Regions from separate parts of the Macaca mulatta genome. Here all the other regions are linked to region 3. A link is a contact called in public Hi-C data. All regions are on one chromosome and are shown on one strand. The core of a region is the stretch at or near the end of the contact, and the rest is flanking DNA. Distances in the headings are between cores, read along the strand shown. Region 1 holds the start of ARPC5 (actin related protein 2/3 complex subunit 5). Region 2 overlaps NMNAT2 (nicotinamide nucleotide adenylyltransferase 2). Region 3 holds the start of SMG7 (SMG7 nonsense mediated mRNA decay factor).

Region 1 (3,097 bases), core at 431-2,930, 160 kb before region 3:
TATTTAATTTTGAGATCTCTCTCCCTCTTCTGTTATTCTCAGTATGATTCTCAAACTGTACAGTCTTTCATTTTTCATTCATTCATCAAGCACGCATCGAGTCCCTTCTGCATGCTTAGTTTTTTGTCGGATGGAAGGAAGATACAAAAGAAAAACTGTCTCTGCCCTTCAGAATCTTTCCATCTCTTCCAGGAACAAGATAAAACACCATATATTATTAAGCAATTTATAAGACTAGTCCCAAAACCAATGGTACAAGTAACATGCATTTTACATTTATGTAGAATTTTAGAGCTTGGAAACACTTTCGTGATATTTAATCCTAAGAACAATCTTGTAAAGTGCACATTATTAGCTCCATTTCGGTGATGAGGAATCTGAGACAGAATTTCAAGTGACATGTCTCGTTCAAACATTATGAGCGGAAGAGTCAAGACTTAAGCCTGAGTTTTCTGATTATAAGCCCAGTGCTCTTTTCAACACAGCACTGGAAACCAAAGATTGTGGCACACAACAGGACAACAGCCAGTCTTCTGTTCGAGGTCCAACTAAACTAGACCCATACCTGAGCAATGTCCAGCCAAATGTCCAAATTAATTTTATCCTGCAAATATTTGTTCTTCAGTGTAATACACACAGCACAACTACCATTTCCTTCGTCTTAGTGCCTTTATCTCCTACATTCCGGAAATGGGGATGTCAAATATTTTTTTTAAAATCTGGCCTAGATGGAATCATATAAATCTTAAATCATAATATAAATCTTAAAGGTCTGGTTTCCACCAATCCTTACCCATTTTGTTTTCCCCCAGCACTAGAGAGCCTAACCTACCCTCACCCCTTTTCAGCATTCTTGCTCCAAACAACCACCTATTTTAAGATGTCAATGACCCTTTCCCAAATTCTACAAATTCACCCCAGTTTTGCCAACCGACCCCAGCGCCTGCCCGGACACATTCCCCTCCCTCCCAGTAGATTTGATACCGAGTTCAGGTTCTGCAGATCCCGTCGTGATGCTGTCACACAGCACTGACAGATAAGATTTGACCTTTCGACTCCGTCCTTGGGGACCTCCCGCTGGCCAAGTAGGGTAGTTCCAACCCCAGGAAACGGGCTTCCCGCTCAGGAACGCAGCCCCTAGCAGCGCACAGTCCGAGGTAACGTCTCCGGCAATTAGAACGATGCTGGGCGCCCGGGTGTGCATCACTCCGCCTCATACTCCTGCCAACTGCAGGGCACTCGGTCCGGCAGCCAAGTCCATCCCACCCACATCCAAGTCCCAGCCAGTCGGACCTTACGCAGGACCCGGATGACAGGTCGTTGACGGCTGCAGCAAAAGTCAATGCCACCTGCCGCTGCTGCCCATCACCGACAACCTCAGACCCCCTAGACTGGACCGCAGAAAAGCGTTTCTATGGGAACCCCCTGGGAATCACGTGACGCACTCGGACGACCAATCGTTTCTTACCTCCGCCCGCGATCCAGGTTTCGGCCCTCCCTCTCGCCCCCTCCTCCTTCGCCCAGCCCCGCCCCTTGCCTACGGAGAGCCCGCGCCTGCGCGCTGTGTCCTGCGCCCTCCCTCCCCCGCGCGCGCTCTCCGTGAAAGAGTGGGGGCGGCGTGGGAGGCGCCAGGAGAGCGTGAACCTGAGGAGGAAGCAGCAGGGTTGGCGCGCAGGCCCAGAACCGTCCCAGCCACGGCAGCCGGCGACGCCCCAGAGCGGAAGAGGGAAGTGAATCAGGCGCCGGGCAGTGGGCTGCTGGGCTCGGCTTGCTGAGGTAGAGGCAGCTCCAAGAAGAGGCCTTTGCCGCTGGTAGGGATTGGGATGTCGAAGAACACAGTGTCGTCAGCCCGGTTCCGGAAGGTGGACGTGGATGAATATGACGAGAACAAGTTCGTGGACGAAGAAGATGGGGGCGACGGCCAGGCCGGGCCCGATGAGGGCGAGGTGGACTCCTGCCTACGGCAATATCCTTGCATTCGCCGCCCTCCCCACCCTAGCCCAGCCCAGCCCGCCCTTGTCCAGAGACCCGGGAGCCTGAAGGTTCCGCGGGGCCCCGGCGCGGAGCTGCCCTGTCTACCTGCGGCTAAACCTGTCTCTTTGGGGTCTCCCGCTCTGAGAGGGCAGGAGGAAGCCCCCGTTTCCTACTCAGGAGCCAGGAGACGCGAGGGTCCCACTCTTGGAAGCCTGCCCTCCCCCGCGCGCCTTCCACGCCCCCAGATTCCTCAGGTTGCACCCGAGTGCCTGCCTGCCTCGGGAACCGGTCCCGCCGGCCGCGCCTTCGCGGCGTTGGGGAAGGCGGCCCGGGCTGGTGGGGAAGGCTGGTGCCGAGCGCCTAAGTTTTTCTTCCTAGAACTCTATTTCCCGGAGTCACATTAGCTCCAGAAATTTCTGATTGTGGGGAACCTGCGTCTTTCCTTAGTGATTTTGTTTTTTGTTGTGTTTTTGTTATTGCTAGCATTAAGATAGTTTATTCCTTACCGGGGGCAGAAGGTAGATGGTACGGTTTGAAAATTGAGGTCCCCTATGCTTTCAGCCCATTGGCCTTTAAAAAAAGAAAAAAAAGGGAGGGGGGGATTTGACAAAATATACATTGCACAGAATTTGTTAACCGGGGGAGGGGAATGAATACAATTTTTTGTATTCCTAAAATTGATTCCATTTTAGTTAAAATATGGCTGTCAGTTCCCGGTTTCTGTTTTTGCATATTTGAATATTCATAACTTTGACTCCGTATTTGCATTACATCTTTTTTAGAAAAATGTAAATGTTGCAAAAAACCGAAGCTATAGTTTTAGAAAATCTCAAACACTGGCTTTTTATGCATTTCTAATTATTGGGTGTATTCATAAGGAAGACTCAATGTCCTGTTATATGAGGAAAATGTGAGTGAAAATATTTAATGGCAACAGTATCCTTTTTTAAAGGCACCTAAATACAGCATTAGACATTTATCAATATATAGCTAGTCCTTTGATTGCCACAACTTTCACAATTAATTAGCTGTTGCTCTTTTGCATTATTTAAATAAGTGCTTGGGGTCATACAAAATGAGCTAATCACATGAGGCATGCTTCTCTAGAAATCCTTGCAGCCTT
Region 2 (3,551 bases), core at 731-3,230, 200 kb after region 3:
TGCAGAGACTTCAGGGCTGGTTGCCAGGTTAGAATGGGCTCCATACCAGCCAGCAGCACTGGCCAGAGTGTGCAGGAAGCACCCTTCCCAGATCAATGCCAACCCATCAACGCCACAGTGACAGGACGAAAAGCAATGCCACCGACGGTGAGAAGCCTGACCAACCAAGACAGCAAACAATCAGTTCTGCTCGCCTCCACGGACTCTGCAGCAGAGCCCTCCACAGCCCCAGATAGCATCCACCTGGCACTGCCTTCCTACAGGGAGAGCCTCTGTCCCATCTGTGTCCTTGCTGCCAGAGGGCCTGTCACCATGTCCTTCCTGGGGAGCAGCCCCTGACCACCCCACACTCCACCAGGTGCACAGCCAGGCTTTATTTTAACAGATGTGGAGCTTCAGAGCTCTGTCCTGGGGAGCCAAGGGCAAGTGAGGTAGAGAGGACCAGCTGGCTGTTCTCTGTCTGTTGTTTTCTCCCCCATGCAATTGGAGAAAACTAATTTCCTTTCCCTTTGGCTTTCAGAACCTTTCTCACACATCCTGACCCTTCTGGTCCCCTTCAAAGGAGGCTGACTTGGGGCCACACTGACTTGCTCCTCTGTGCTGGTCTCCACAATAGCAGTAATGAAAGGCACTGTGTAAGAGTGTATCTGTCAGGATAGGCAAAGATGTGCTGTGATGACAAACATCCCTAAAAGCTCAGTGACTTCACACAAGTTTATTTCTCACACTACATGTCACCTGGGAAGTACCCGTGGGCCTGTGCTCTTTCTGGTCACACAGAAGCCTCAGGCTCCACGACAGAAGGGAGGAATGGGGACCCTGCAGGCATTCCTCAGTGCTGGCAATACTGGCTGGAAAGCCTGGCTATCATTTGTTGTCTAAATGCCCAGGCTTCCTGAACTCTACCTGTGTTACTCATGCCCAGGGTATGAGTCTAGGCCAGAGAAGCTCCACCAGGAGCCCCAGCTGTTTCAGCAATGGGCAGAGGCTGTCAAAGAACGTAGGTCACTGCTGGCCCCCCTGCCTTGGAGTAAGAGCTTGGAGCTGCTTCCTAAGAACTCTCAGCCTTCAAACTCCTAGCAAGCATGAGGCAGGTGTTCCCGGCATGCAGAGTAGACCAACCGCAGAGATAGATGCATGACTTAACAGGTGACTTGGGACAACTCTCCAATGTCAAGGCCTCTGAGAACGCAGGAACCCATGGGGGCTGGCGAGGGCAGGATCAGGGAGTGCAGCCAGCCATTTTCTACTTCTCTGAGATAGAACAAGTCAAATGGGACCCACAGTGCAGCAAGAGGAAGAAACTCCTCAGCTACCAGACCAGTCAGGAAACAGGAATGCAGTGTTTTCTTTTCTGCTGGTGAAATAATAATGGAGGCAGACCACCCCTTCCACCCCACCAGCCACAGCTGGGAAAAGAAGCCCACCGAGAGGTGAAAAGATCCCACGGTACCCACCTCAGCTGGCTCCCAGATGTGGTCAGATGTGACCTCCTCCTATCAGGAGTCTTACAAAGGTGACAGGTTACCCCACAGGACAAATGCCTGCCCCTCTAGGGCTGAGAAGGACTCACACACTGCTCTGCCCACAGGATGGCCTGTGGAACAGGTGCCTAGAAGATCACCCCAGCCTTAGGCCTGGGGGTCCCCTGGCAGCAGAATCTGAATCCAGAAAGGGTGGCGTGCAGGAGTGGGTGGTGGGTACCCAGGCAGCTGGCTTTTGGGAATAAAGAAACCTCGAATAAGCAGTGGCCCTTGTGAAGCTAAAGAGATTGGGAATTCATCCTTTGTTTCTCTATTGCCCAACAGCCACTCTCCCCGTCGCCTCGGCCCAGTGGGGTTGCTGGTGGGTCAGCTGTGAGGAATGCTGTCTTATCAGCTCTGTGTTTTCTGCAGCACTGGCGAGGAGTAGCCTGGCAGATAACTCAGGACAATGGATAATGCACACAGAATTTCCGCTTGGCTCTGGCATGTGTATTCACACTGAGCAGGCGAGAGAGTGCTCAGAACCCACCCACCCTGCTTCCCGCAGCACAAACACATCCTGTGCTGCCTGGCACCGCTCTCCCTCTTGCTTGGCTGTGTTACTGACAACTCTGGCCTGAAGAAGCCGCAGGTGGTGATATTGCCTTGTGTTTGTATGACCTTTCCCAAGCTTACAGAGCCCTTTTGCAGACATGATCTCATTTGAGCCCCATGAAACATTTGGGGAGGGCAGATATTCATGTTACACAGAAGGTTCCAGCATCGCCTGCTGCTGACGGAGCTCCTGCCATGTGTCAGGCACCCCACAGGCACTTTGCATATGCTCGCCTGTGCGACCCGACCACAATTGGAAAAGGCGGGTATATGGTTAGACTCCTGAGTTGAGGTTCAGGAGCGATGAAGTAACTGTCCAAGCTCACATAGCTAGGAGGCAGAGCCCAAATTTGGCCCCAGGACCCATTATAACACCACATCTCATGCTTTTCCTACTGAGCTACTCCTGCCAGCCTAGCGACCACGTGATGCAGCTGGGTCTAGAACCATCCCCAGGGCTCTTCCTCAGCTCTGGGTGGCCTCTCCATGATGGACAAGCAGATAACCATTTGGAAATAACTTTGAAATGATTCTCAAAGTCATGTGGCTAATAACACTCTTCTCCCTCTCCCTAGAGGGTGACTGGCTGCATCCTCTCCAATGTCAACACACCTTCCATGACGCCTGTGATCGGACAGCCACAAAACGAGACCCCCCAGCCCATTTACCAGAACAGCAACGTGCCCACCAAGCCCACTGCAGGTAGGGGAACACTGATGTGGGGTACCCAAACCTCAGAATCATGTGGAGGGCTTGTTAAAATAGTGATTGCTGGGATCCATCCAGAACTTGATTCAGTAGGTCTGGGAGGGGAAAGAGGACTTGTATTTTTAACAAGGTGCTGCTGATGCTGCTAGTCCACAGACAATACTTTGAGAACCCTGAATACTGAGCATCAGAGCAAACCAGTCACAATCAGAGAGAGGCAGGTGGTGGTGTGCACTCTTCTCTTGCATTTAAATATAAGCATAGGGCCAGGCCTGGTGGCTCACGCCTGTGATCCCAGCACTTTAGGAAGCTGAGGTGGGTGGATGGCTTGAGCCCAGGAGTTTGAGAGTAGCCTGGGCAACATGATGAAACCCCACCTCTACCAAATAATAATAATAATAACAACAACAAAAATTAACCAGGCATGGTGGCACATGCCTGTAGTCCCAGCTACTCAGACGGCTGAGGTGGGAGGATCTCTTGAGCCCAGGAGGCAGAGGTTGCAGGGAGTGGGGGATTGTGCCACTGCACTCTAGGCTGGGAGACAGAGTGAGACCCTGTCTCAAAAACATACATGAGGCCGGGCGCGGTGGCTCAAGCCTGTAATCCCAGCACTTTGGGAGGCCGAGACGGGCGGATCACGAGGTCAGGAGATCGAGACCATCCTGGCTAACACGGTGAAACCCCGTCTCTACTAAAAAATACAAAAAAAACTAGCCGGGCGAGGTGGCGGGCGCCTGTAGTCCCAGCTACTCGGGAGGCTGA
Region 3 (3,550 bases), core at 428-2,927:
GTTTCCATATCTCTCTATAGCACCTACAACAGATCTTTGTCATAGCTGTATTTATTTGAAATATTAAACAACAAAAGAATATTTGAGATGAAAAAAAGGGCCTCAAATTACAGACATCATTCCAACTGTACTATGGTCACTGGGCATATATGTTGTGTTAAAATCAAGCATTCAAGCATAGTTCAAATATCTCATTCTTTCCTCTCCCTATTATGCTTAATAAAACTTTACTACTTTAAAAATTATAATGGCTACCCTATGTATCATGTAACTACACACCTCTTGCAATATACATATAGGGATCCACACACATCAATACGTTCACGTCACTAAACAGATAAAGTGACTTTTCCACTCATTTCAGACTTCAACCTCATCCAACTCCCTCCTCCGCAAGGTATGAAACAAGTTTTTTAAAAACATCTTTCCATAAGGCCTCCCTTTCTTAGTTCTGCTCCTGAAAGACAAAAAGGACCAATTTTAAAGTCTTCCCCTTTTCTAGTCACTCCCCAGTTAATTTCAGGATCTAACAACCTTACTTTTCTCTGTTATCAAGATTTTTGACCCACTTTACCTCTGCCTCCAAGCTCTTACTCAGCTTCCATGGAACCTTTCTGGCTGCACAAAAGCTGGTGTCCTTCCATTCAATATGTTCTCGCCATCATGTACTAAGTTCAACCTATCTACATCTTCTTTCTGAAATGTGCATCAGTAGCCGCCCCCCCACCCCAAACACACATCTCGCATACACACACACTATATCCATGTGTCACTCTACCTCTGACATACCTCTGGTGTAAGTTCCTTACACCACTCTTAATGAATGTACACGACTCTCAGAATGGTATCTTCCAACTACACTGATTCTAACCCAGTTTCTTCTGAAAAACCCAACCTTGTCCACAGTGCCTCCCTCTTTCCTCACTTCCCCATCTAGTCCCCTTCTTCATCCCCTCCCCACACCGCCAACTACAGATGACATTATTCCTTAATACTCCCAACCCTAGAATGAAGAACAAGCTCCAGTTTCCTGCGGTCTCCCTCTCCTTCTGTCTGCCCTCCTCGGTTACCCCGCCCCAACTCCCCAGGTGTGCAGACTTCCTCCCCGTCCTCTACTCATGCATCGCTCCAACCAATCCCACGCCACACCACGAGTCCCCTGCCACGGGGATCAGACTCCTCCACACCCACCTCCACTCGGGGTCGCCGCTGCCTCCCCGGACGTTTCTCTCCACCCCTCGCTAGCGAGCCCGAGACCACGGGCGCGCGCGCACAGACATTCTCACGCTTCCTCAACCTCCCTCCTCGCACCGGGACGAGCAGGCTTCGCCAGAGCTCAGCCCGGCCGGTGGGGGTTTAGGCACCCATACCCGTTCCGCCCCCTCCCGCAGATCCCCATGCAGCCCCCGCCGCCCTGCCCGGCGAGGAGAGGACGCAGCAACTCCCCCGCCACCCCGGACTTACCACCTCGGTGTCTGTTGCTCCATGCCCCAACCCGCGGCCCGCTCCCCCTACGTACCAGGCCGGCCTCGGCACTCACCGGAGGTACTGCGCGCTCTGCAGGCTCATCCTCCGCCGCCGCGTCTTCCCGCGAAGCCTCCGTGGGTCTCTCAGGCTCCTCGGAGCGGCCCCGCGGCACCGCGGGTGCTGGCGGCCGCCGCCATCTTCCTCTCCTCCGGCTCCTCCTCGCTCGGCAAGGGGGTGGGGGTGAATGAGGCGAGGGGGAGGGAGCGGGGAAAGCTGCTTTCGCTGCTGCTCCGGCCCGTGGGGCGCAGGGACACTCCGACCCAGGGGGGAGGAGGAGGGAGGAGGGGCGGGGGAAAGAGGAGAAGCAGAGGAAGGAAGTCGGCTACGAGGGGGGCTCCCTCTCGCGAGATTTCAGCAGCGCCTGTCTCTCCCGGTGATTTCCGCCTCTCTGTAGCGCTCCCTTTTGGGATCAACGAGCTGTGTGGCGCGTGTGCGGCTTCTGAGCTACCGGCTGGTGGCGCTTGGAGGCTTCCTGCCAATCCACCCTTCTCCTCCCGCGCAAGGGGGCAATCCCAACCCCACCAAGAACACCGAGGCCCAAAGAACCGGGAGTTACACTCAAAGTCTTCCCCCTTCTTATCACTCCAGCGGATTTCTCTCTTCCTTTTTGCACGCCTCCACTCTTCCCCACCGGAAACGCCGCCCCTTCCTCCTACAGTTCCTCCCAGCAGTCCCTCGACTCTTGTCTTCTCTCGCGCGTAGAGAGTGACTCGAAGGACCCCCTTTCCTCTTCTCTGCAGCCCCTCCCCATGCACGCTGGGAGACTCTTGGAGGGGATAAGGTGGGGCCCGGAGAGGAAGAGAAAAGAAAAGAATCGGATTGGATAGACAGCTGCCATGGCAACTGGAGGCTGTGGTTGTATTGTCATAGTAACCAGTGTGTGCGGACAGGGTGACCCTCCCCTTGGCCAATGGATTCCCTGGAAACCGCCCAGGGTTCCCCGTTGGCTTCCCTTCCATCTAAAGGCCTCCCCCAAGTTAGGAATAGAGGTAGTTCTCCCCGGTGGTGAAGTCCACTTCCTCCTCCCTTCCCACTTCTCACAGCAACTGGGGGGACACCCCGAGGCATTCACCATGGGCTTTTCCACCCGCCTGCAGGCGGGAACCACCTCCATAGTTTCCTCTCAGAGCCGGGCGTGGAGAGGGCTGGGCCTGCGAAGAAGATGCATGGCCTGGAGGCTGGCGGGCGGCGGGCTGGAGAGCGAGGCGGCAGTGCCAAGCGGCGAGGAAGGGCAAGGGGTTTCCCCACAACTGCCTTGGGCTCTGGGAGGCGGGATCCCGCCTGAACGGGGTCCCTGAGGGAGGAGAGCGGCACACGACAGCCGTGATGCCTCCCCTGCCGACGGGGATAGCCGACTTTTGGCGAGTCAACCCCTCCCCCAAATCCACCCCACCCGCGTACTCCCTCCTGACCTAGCTGTCGCGATCCTGCTGCGAGGAGGCCAGGGTGAGGGTAGGAACGCATCCTAGAAGGGTAACACGTGTTTTCTATCATTTAAGTCGGGGACTAACCGGAAGGCTGACTATCGCCATAACTCTGATAGGCACCCGCAGTGGGGATCCTGCTTGATTATTAAAGGCAGACCTCCAAGTTCCTCCCTCCTCTGCAACCTTTCTCCTCTCACGGGTCTGCAGTGTTTTAAAAGTCGTCATTCTGTGTCGTTGGGTTAGAGAGGAAAACATTGGATAAAAGAGTATAAGGAAGAACCCTAGACAGATCTGTCTGATGAAAGGAGACTAGGAAAAGAAATTTCATTCTTAGAATAAATCTTTTTGGATATTTATTATGTGTGTTTTGTGTCAGGTTTCGGGCCAAAAAGCCGAAATAAAGAACGAAGTCAATAATAATATGGAGTATACGAGAAATAGCTGGAAAATTCATCATTCATGGCTTGAAGAAATTGACATTTTACAAGTTATATTTTCGGTTCGTATTGTGGAGTCATTTAAGGAGCTATCCCAAAGTACTTTAGGATATGTAACTATATAAAACCTTCCAAGAATGCAGCCCTCATAGGAGAGTT

Evidence for each region. Hi-C and Micro-C count contacts between places; a contact is called where the count stands out from the background.
Region 1: a contact with region 3 is called in a Hi-C map of fetal cortex germinal zone, with 4 times the contacts expected there. The contact joins the promoter of ARPC5 here to the promoter of SMG7 in region 3. A contact is called at or near these places in 6 of 14 Hi-C or Micro-C datasets (CD4 T cells, blood, cortical neurons and 3 more).
Region 2: a Hi-C map of fetal cortex germinal zone shows a contact between it and region 3, with 3 times the contacts expected there. The contact joins the enhancer-like site here to the promoter of SMG7 in region 3. A contact is called at or near these places in 2 of 14 Hi-C or Micro-C datasets (fetal cortex germinal zone and fetal cortical plate).

What each region holds. Positions count from the first base shown.
Region 1 is chr1:41,109,703-41,112,799 of T2T-MMU8v2.0, reverse strand. ARPC5 (actin related protein 2/3 complex subunit 5) reads left to right here and starts at 1,680. Exons shown (of 4, transcript XR_013417097.1): 1 at 1,680-2,910. It overlaps RGL1 (ral guanine nucleotide dissociation stimulator like 1), which reads right to left and starts at 1,355. Exons shown (of 19, transcript NM_001266879.1): 1 at 985-1,355.
Region 2 is chr1:40,745,285-40,748,835 of T2T-MMU8v2.0, reverse strand. It overlaps NMNAT2 (nicotinamide nucleotide adenylyltransferase 2), which reads left to right. Exons shown (of 11, transcript XM_078001201.1): 5 at 2,654-2,780. Among named protein-coding and RNA genes, the nearest start is that of LAMC2, 110 kb to the right of the region's middle. Within about 2 kb of position 1,980, at least 11 of the 40 cell types and tissues checked have an H3K27ac peak or open chromatin away from gene starts, as enhancers often do. A contact at or near this core is called in fetal cortex germinal zone and fetal cortical plate, where this site is marked.
Region 3 is chr1:40,946,048-40,949,597 of T2T-MMU8v2.0, reverse strand. It overlaps SMG7 (SMG7 nonsense mediated mRNA decay factor), which reads right to left and starts at 1,677. Exons shown (of 21, transcript XM_078001388.1): 1 at 1,541-1,677.